Regions from separate parts of the Anas platyrhynchos genome. Here region 2 is linked to region 1. The links are chromatin contacts, called in public Hi-C maps. All regions are on one chromosome and are shown on one strand. The core of a region is the stretch at or near the end of the contact, and the rest is flanking DNA. Distances in the headings are between cores, read along the strand shown. Region 1 holds the start of FAM161B (FAM161 centrosomal protein B). Region 2 overlaps MIA2 (MIA SH3 domain ER export factor 2).

Region 1 (4,329 bases), core at 1,566-4,065:
GACCTTTTCATTAAATCTCATTTTGAAGAGACTATGTTCTGGAGAAGTACATATGCAATTGTCTTCATGCTTTGTAGCCTATGGAAGACAGATTTTTTCCTCCCCTCCACCCCATGACAAAAAGTTGCCCATGTTCCAGAGTTATTTGTTAGACAAATTCTCTTTCTCCTCTCATAAATTAGCATACACAGCAAAAGACAAGTAACTGAAAGCTCTCTGCAGGCAATAAAATATTAAAGAAGTTGTCCACTACCTGCTACTGCATCTAACTGTTTTGTGAGAGCAGACATAATGACGTCATTCTCCACTATGTAACCCATGTCATCTAAGTCATCTTTCTCAAAAACAATGATGGCCTCTGAACAAGCATCCCATACCTGCAAAGAAAAAATACATGGTATGAAGCTATGTGATAAATAAGTGCAGTTCCTTTTATGGAGCATGAACATGTCTATCTTAACAGCCAAAGGGTATGTCAATTTAGAAATACATGACTAGAGGAAATGTCCTGGACTACTGTTACACAATTAACATATAATACTACCCTACCACCTTTACCTTTATTTCTGGCTTTCCTGACTAGTACCCATGTCTCCATATCTACAGCTTCCATTAGGAATCAAGTTTTCATCCTGTGACATCAAGACTCTGATAGGTATCTCCTCACAGAAAAGCATGGCCCGCCCTTTGCCAAATAAACAAACTTCGGGTGTTTGAGAATTCAAAGCAGACAAACACACAGGACATTCCCATCCCTGAGTATGGCACCTGCATTCTCCGGAACGGTTTGAATCTCAGGCTGCAGACATGATCCCAGGCACCAAAACCTGAAAGACACAAATGCATGGGGACACAGGGTTACAAGTGACACTGAGACCCAAACAAAGCTGAAGCTCACTCCATGCTCTCCTCCTCTCTCCCTATGAGCCACTAACTCCTCTCCAGCTTGCCCAGACTTTCACCATCCCTAAACAGGGGCAGTTCTGCCTCAGTACTTTTACAGCACAAGCACCACATTACTTATTTTGCTATTAACACAAGCCACTAGAAAAGACATGAGTTTTCTTTGAGTGCTGTGACTTATATGGTCAACTGTCACTGGGTAGCAAAACAGACACAGACATTCATAACCACTGTTTATAATACTTCTTTCTCCGTAAGGAATCAAGGCCTTTGATTCAAGGCAATCTGCCTTTGAAATTAACATTTATCAGAAGTGTTGTGATCAGGAGTTACCAGACTACAGAGCACTAAATACATGGGAAACGTGCTTATTTTGTGAACAGAGTATTCCAGATGCTGTAGAGAGCACCTTACAACCTTTTGCTAGCCTAACAACACAAACATTTGCATTATATATATTTATATAAGCAACCAGACCAAGATACCAGAACATGAATCCCCGTTATGATAAAAACTCTGATTTAACCATGGCAATTCAGTACTTAGAATACTAAGAGACAAAGCCAAGCAACCCCATCCTGTTTAGGATGAAGGCAATGCATCCTCAGAGGGGTTTTGTTTAAACAAAATAAAAACAGTTCAAACATACTGCTAGAAACACGAAGAATAGAAATTACACTTACTGCTTAGGAGGGTCGCTGACCCTGGGGAGATGGAACTGACCCTGTTACTGAACTTCTCTGGCAACTGACCATATTCTTTCCTAGGACTGGCTTCCAGCAAAGCGATTTTCTTGTCATGGAAGTGGATATCATGCCCTAAAGGAAGCAAATATACGCTTTGTTAGAATGCTTCTGCCAAAAGGCCTTTTTCTCATTTCTACGTCAATAACGCCTATGAATTTTTGTAAGAAGAAGGAATTCAAACTAAACCCCATGAAGAAACACATTTACAGGGCAGGTTTTGAATACACAGGTGTATGTTAGTATTTTGAAGCTTTATGGCTACAACCCTGTAACTCTAACTGACAACCCTTCTGCAGTTAAAGCAAGGATTTAACCTTTACTTTTTGTACAAATTTTTCATTTTTGCACAAATTTGTGCAATTTTGTTATGAAAGTCCATTACTAATGAATTAATTCTACAAGTACAGAACATGTTTTCAGAGCTTAAGTATAAATTCACTAACTAGAACAACAGAAACTAGAACAACAATTTAAACTCCCATGGTATTTAGCAAGTGCATTGGTGTTGGTTATGTTCTTATATTTTGACAGTGGAATAGCACAGGCAGTTTAGAATTCCCGCATACTTAAAGAAAACTGAAAAAAAAATAAAAATGAAGAGATTACTCAAGTACAGAGTAAATCACCCCGAACTGACAGCGCTCCTGTCAGCTGAAATTATTCATCGGCGATCTGAGGGCGAATATTTGACACAAATACTATGAATATTCTAGACGACTTAAAGCACAAGTTACGTAAAACAATAAATAAAGCGGAGCTCCGCCGAGGCCCGCCACAGCCGCCCGCAGGAAGGTCACGGCCTTACCCAGCGCGGCGGCCATGGCGCTGCCCACCATGCCCCCGCCCGACACCACCACATCGTAGAGCGGCGCGGCGGGGCCGTGAGGAGGAGGAGGAGGAGGAGGAGGAGGGTGAGGAGGAGGAGGAGCGGTGAAGGAGCGGAGCGGGGCCCGCCGCCGGCCGAGCGGAGCAAGCAGAGCCCTGCCGCAGGCCGCCGCCATGGCTGTGGAAATGGCGGCCGCCGCCCCGCCCGCTACCGCCATGGCGGCCATGGCAACCATGGCAACGGCGCCGCTCCCCGAGGGCACACCTCTCCCTCAGCACCAATGAGCGCGCGGGGCGGGCAGCCCGCCTTGAAGCCTGATTGGCTGCTGAGGCAGCGAGGCGGGGCTAGGGCGCCGCAACGCCTCGCTGATTGGCGGGAGCCGCGCTGGGAGCTGAAGCAGCGGCGGCGGCCCGCAGGTGAGGGCAGGGCCGGGCTGAGGGGCGCGCTGTGGGGCCGCAGCCCGCTGAGGGCGGTTCTGTGTTGCAGGTGGCGGCGGGACCCGAGGCGCCGAGCGATGGCGGGGCCGCAGGGCGCGGGCCGGGAGGCGGCGGCAGCAGGCAGCGGGCACGGCCCGTGGCGGAGGGGCCCGGCCCAGGCTCTCGGGGACGTCTCGCAGCCGGCGGCCGGGGCGCCCAGGTAGGGCCCCCCCTCGGGAGGCTCCGCCTGGCGGGCGCGGTGGGCAGCAGCCGGGCCCTGTCCCCATCTCCCTCTTCTCCTGCGCTCCGTGTTCACCGCCTCACCTCAGCCCTCGCTTGCCCTGTGTCTGATCCCTCCCTCAGCGTCTCACCCGCTCCCCTGGCAGCCCCAAACATCCCAGGAGGGCTGGTGAGGTGCGCCTGGGTGCTTAGCTTATTGCTTAACTCTCGTGATTTTGTGGTGTTGAACGGCCACTTCCCGAGTATCCTTGAAGCCAGAGTGTCCTGGTTAACCCGCAGCCTCACCAGCAACACAGTACCAGCATAATGAGTGGTGTTAGAGGTCCAGGTAGTCACATTTGCCATTCCGTGTGTAGAAAACTGAGTATGAGCAAAGCCGTGCTCATGAACTTAAGTAGCAAAGGAAAATACAAAGCCTGAGAATGATAAGGCCTAGGTCTGTCTTTCTCCCATCGTTTATTTCTAATTTGTAATAATTTCCCCTATTTTCCCCTTCATAATGTCTTTGTCTTAGTCGTGCATCTGGTAACAAAAGACAGTCCAGGTCTTTGATTGACCTCACCTCGGACAGTGCCTGGGATCAGCAAAAACCTCCCTTGTTTCCTAAATCCTGCCTGAGGCCAAAAAGTGCTTCCTCTCCCTGGATTCCCTCCATCACCATCCCTCAGCCCTTCAAAATGACGCTGCGGGAAGCTCGCAAAAAGTCCCAGCTGATGAAGTCATACCTGTTTCTTGAACTAGACAAACCAAGAGACAAAAGGCAAAGCCAGGATGAAGCTGAATGTCAGAAACAATTCCGGGCACAGCCTGTACCTGCCCACGTGTTTCTACCCCTTTATCATGAAATAATGGAACAGAATGAGATTCGCAGGCAAATAGCAACACAGAAAAGAAAGGAGCTGCTGCTTTCCACTCAGCGGCCCTTCAGTTTCCTGGAGAAGGAGGAGAAAAAGAAAGAAGCTATCAGACAGAAGTTCCTGGCAGCAGCAACCTCAAGTGAGAGCTCCAAACCGAAGCAAGCCAGTCGAAAAGTTCCTAAATCCACTTATGACCCACTTCTTGGAGATAAACTCAAAGGTAAAGTGCCAGGGCTCTTCCTGGAAAAACAGCTCCTTGACTGTCCCTTACTGTCTGGGAGTGTAAAGCCAATATTGTTACTTCCTCTGGTATTGTCTGGTCTCCTGTGTAGCACCACTCA
Region 2 (4,692 bases), core at 166-2,665, 58 kb after region 1:
CTACTACATACACATGGCCAGGATAGTTTTCAAACGACTACATATGTGCTGTCTTGGGAAACAAAACCAGAAACCAGAACAATTAGAGTCTATTTTACAGTTCAACACTGTACCTCTGCCAAACGGTCTAACTGGAACATCAAGAGCATAAGGATCTTTCTCTAAAAGGTCAAGTTTAAATTCTGCTTCTGTTAATCTGTAAACAAACAAAAAAGAAATGCAAAATTTTTACTGGGCTGCACTGCTTACGAGTAACATTTCTACTAAAAGGACTAAATAGACGAATGTATATCATTCGTTAAATAAAAAAGGTGAGATATCACAGAACTCTGAAATTAAGAGCTCCTTTAATTATTTATGCTATTGCATGTAAGCTATAATTCATAAGTTGAAGTTGCATGCTAGATGTCCTAACTCCCAGGCACAACACTATTCTCATGAGTATGTTGCACTTCAAGTACTAGCTGTACATCTGAAGGTTTCCCCCTTACACACCTCAACTGCTAGTTCAGTATTAACTTCTGAATTAAAGAACTGCAAGATTATTTAGTAATCATGACTTCTGGTTAATACATGCCTATTAAAAAAACAGTACCATCAAAACCCTGGAGTCCTACACCTACATTCTGTTTCTTTTCTGAAATATTTCAATGCTTTGCATAGTTCATTTTTTCTTGCATAGTATCATTACAAGAATCCTCAAATGACTCCCCCTCATTCAGAGCTACAGCAGAGCACTGCTCTCTGCTCTGTCTCATTCACCATTGATTAACATGTGGCTAGAAAATACCAAATTGCATAAATCCAAAACATATTCACATTACAAATCACATTTGTTTAGAATCAGATCAGGACTGCACTTACTTTTGTCTGTTATGTGCATTTTCTTTTCTTATATCATTGAGGTGTCTTTCAGCTGCTCGGGCTGTCAGCTTTCAAGAAGAACAAAAATCAGATGCTTAGATATTGCTGTTTATTAATTAAATGCTTCATAAATGTGACAGCTCCTAGATCCAATACATTTTTCTATCTGAAGTGTTCAGATTGTATTTTCATGATGTATGACTCATATAGAAAGCATAGGAAACAGTCTCAAAACGTCACCAAATGACACTAGCAGTTCTACTACCCAATTTTTTTGGGAAACGATACAGTTTTCCTGCAGATTCTTAACACTGCAGAAATTAAATTCGTTGGCTATAGCTGCTTTGAAGCATCTATGGAACACATACAAGATTTAAAATCTCCGATTTTACATATGCAAGTTTTATTTTTAAAATAATACAATTCAAATCCGTAATATTATGACCATGAAGTGCCATAACTTTTAACAGGACTATCTCACACAGACCATTCAGTGAAACTGAAGAATGTATCAGTCAGGAGATAGTTTAAAGTTTCCTGTTTGGAAAAAAAAGGTTAAAAAAAAAAAAAAAAAGCATTTTGTAGCAACATTCTTAGGAAGCTGTCAATGGAACATACTGTTCTCGCAGGACATAACGTCTTCTATTAGCAGATAAAAAGAATGGAGTACATCCAGGAAAAATATTAAAATGGCACCAAAGCAAGGCCAAATGCTTTTATTATTAGCAAAATGCCACACACTTTTTAAATGGCAACATGTTATTCAAGCAGATTTAGTGCTATAGCAAACAATATTGTAGTATTCAATTCTACTGAGCTCAGAGCTCACTCAATTATTGGAACTGTTCTATGACAAAAGTATTTTTAACATGCTTTTGTGTATTTCTGCAAGAAATCAGTAGGTAACAGGTTAATTTTCATGATCTGTGTGACAGACCAAGCTATTCAGACCATTGAAAAGTGAGACAATAGTTGACATACAGAATTAAGTAAATTAATTGTTTGGAACTTACCCAATTATCATGAGCTTTTTTCTCATGTGAAGTAATCTGTGAAAAAGATATTTGTTAGATCATTACTGAAGTGCATTATTCATCTGAAAAAGAAAACTTAAGATTGAATATATGCTCTCATTCATAAATGTAATATGTAGGTAAATTATATTATGAGACATGTAAACTTAAACTGAACTTATTTTTTAATGAAGTTAGTGATAATAAGTCCACGAAAAGACAGTAAGTCCACGAAAAACAGATGACATAAAATAGGTAATAAAAAAAAAAGACAAAGAGAAAAACAAAACAAAAGAACAAGCCATATTCAGTATAACAACCTAATGGACAGTGGTATTTCAGTTGCATTAACATCCATCCCTCCTTGGCATCAATGCCAAGTAACACAAAGACATACCTGATTCTGATAAGAACGAATGGTTCTTTCTAACTCATCTTCAAGATCTTTTGCTCGCTGTCTGTAACAAAAACAGGATTTATGACACTGTAATAAAATGCTGAGGAAAATAATTTTAAATATGGTAAACACAATGGTTAACACAAAGTATAATTATTTGCAAAATATAATTTTTGTATCTAGAAGTATCATCACCTAAAGCCTAGAATTTCCATTGCTAGTCATCTTTGTGTACCATGTGATCCTTAGTCAACCACTCCCCAACTGTTCAGTGGTCTGTGATATATTTCCAGTATGAAGGATATCACCCCACAGTATGTCCTAACAGCTAGGTTTACCCAGCTCAGCAATTGTACTGACATGGCTAGAACCTCATGCTGTTACAGTTTAGCAGTCGGTTCTGGGGGACAGGTACTTGCACTCAAGTTATTTCAAGACCACAGTAAGTATGATGCCACCTAGTTGCCAGCTGCCTGGTGCACAGCCTTTCTAGGTTCTGCACCCTCTCAGCAGGTGGGCCAAAGACACATTCTGAGTAAATCAAAAAGAGTGAATTCTGTATTCCTAAGTGAATACTGAAAAATGTCCACAAGGGCTTCACATTCCAGAGGAATGCTCCTCAGGAAGCATTTCTGATCCATATCGTTCACTTAAGTGTCAATACTCCCATGAACATTGAAGGAAGACAGGAAATACATATTACAAATCAAAGAATTATACTGTAGCTCAAGAAGCTACTGAAGAAGCCCATATGTACACAGCTAGTGTAACGCAAAACATTTACAAAACAATTACAGAAAATATTCCCACATTACGGTAATACTATTTAAAAGCTTAGAGATACAGAAATAGAATACTAAAACTAGACAACAAATATGTTCAGATCTATGGAAAAGCTGAATGTTGCATTTATTTCACAGTATTCTCTTTTTAACTTTCTTTTTTTTTTATTTTAAATTTTTAATCTGTTCACTAAGGGGAACTAGATAGAGACCCACTTCTACCATTCCATTAAAGCTAACATTTCAATACAAACAGCATTCTAATGGAAGAGCTCTCAGTGGTCTTCCATTCTCATTTTATTTTTTATATATATTTTTTAATAAAACAGAAACTCTAATAGTATGTATTATTACACACCTACTGGCATATAACAACACAAAAAAAAGCAAACCAAAGAATCTGGAAGAAAACACATTCACTTAAGCTGGTGTTATTCTCTACTGCCTTCTGTTCACTTTAAAAGTCATAATAGTAAGTAAAATTTGTAATTACCGGTAGCTGTTTAGTTCTTCAGCAGCATGATTAATTTTTTCATCTACTTTAGAGAGCTTTTCTTCTTTTTGTAGGCGTTCTCTCTCTTCTACTGTCAGTTTCCTTTAAGAAAATTAATAAATTCAGCTTAATTTTACGTCAACAATTCTGCAGGCAGTCCAAGAAAAAATTCTCAAATTATTTAGGCATGATGTGTAGATGATATTTATCCAGATAAAGAACTTTAGAGGTAACATATAAAGCGGCATAAACAGAACTAGTTTTTATGTCTTTATTCAGTTTATTTTTAATGAAGCGTTATCACTATTCCTAAAAGCAATTTAGAAGACAATTTAATCTCCCAAATACTCAAGCTTTCCTTTTGCAAAATATTACTGCCCTAGGGAGTTAGTATTGCAAATGGAAATATTTGCAAAAATGTACAACCACACACAGAACTACACTATCTTTCAGTGTTATTTCAATAACTATTTAAAAGATGTCCCACTAGTACTAATATCCTCTTTAATTCAGCTATCTGCACCACAACAGCTTCTCTCCACTCCTTTTTGTCTCTTGCAGTCTCTGACAAGAAGCATGTGTTTGCTGAACTTCAGCACAGTATCTTTAAATAACTTCTTTTCATTAAGTTCCATTCTATCCCTCATACCCTATAAAAATCAAATGTTAATGTAGTGGATTTGGGGTTTTGCTGCATCTATGAGGATGACAGTCACCTATGTATTACACAAACTACAAAGCAGATTATTATTGAAAGCAACACTTGAAAAACATCCTGCATACCGCTCAGTACAAAATCAAGACTTGTATTGCTTCTCTTGCTGCCTTCAAGATTATGTTTGCTCCTTAAAAAAATAATTTCTGGCTAATAAAAATGTAAATTTGTGCCTTAAAATGATTCCCTCCTGATCCCACCACAGCCAGACACACACACTTCTCAAAGTTATTACATGCTCCATCCCACCGCAGTCCTTCTGCATTTGATTTTGGTCACCATGTCCCATTACCTACTGACATCCTTACTGGGAGACAGATGGCACAGCCTTCACATTGCGTCTTTGTTGATGAGGAAAGACAAAATCACACAGGTTCTACATTGCTTACTGATAATAGCTGTCCATGTTTTAACTCTTAAGCTTAATT

Evidence for each region. A called contact is a pair of places that touch in the nucleus more often than the background predicts.
Region 2: a Hi-C map of liver shows a contact between it and region 1, with 1.6 times the contacts expected there. The contact joins the enhancer-like site here to the promoter of FAM161B in region 1. A contact is called at or near these places in 2 of 8 Hi-C or Micro-C datasets (liver and skeletal muscle).

Annotation. Positions count from the first base shown.
Region 1 is chr5:24,633,501-24,637,829 of IASCAAS_PekinDuck_T2T, forward strand. FAM161B (FAM161 centrosomal protein B) reads left to right here and starts at 2,816. Exons shown (of 8, transcript XR_011809600.1): 1 at 2,816-2,891; 2 at 2,962-3,111; 3 at 3,646-4,208. COQ6 (coenzyme Q6, monooxygenase) reads right to left here and starts at 2,707. Exons shown (of 13, transcript XM_072038463.1): 1 at 2,455-2,707; 2 at 1,587-1,721; 3 at 769-827; 4 at 254-377. The coding sequence starts at 2,701.
Region 2 is chr5:24,692,531-24,697,222 of IASCAAS_PekinDuck_T2T, forward strand. It overlaps MIA2 (MIA SH3 domain ER export factor 2), which reads right to left. Exons shown (of 28, transcript XM_013101327.5): 19 at 3,550-3,651; 20 at 2,275-2,335; 21 at 1,878-1,913; 22 at 865-932; 23 at 114-196. Among named protein-coding and RNA genes, the nearest start is that of MIA2, 23 kb to the right of the region's middle. Within about 2 kb of position 1,416, at least 1 of the 8 cell types and tissues checked has an H3K27ac peak or open chromatin away from gene starts, as enhancers often do.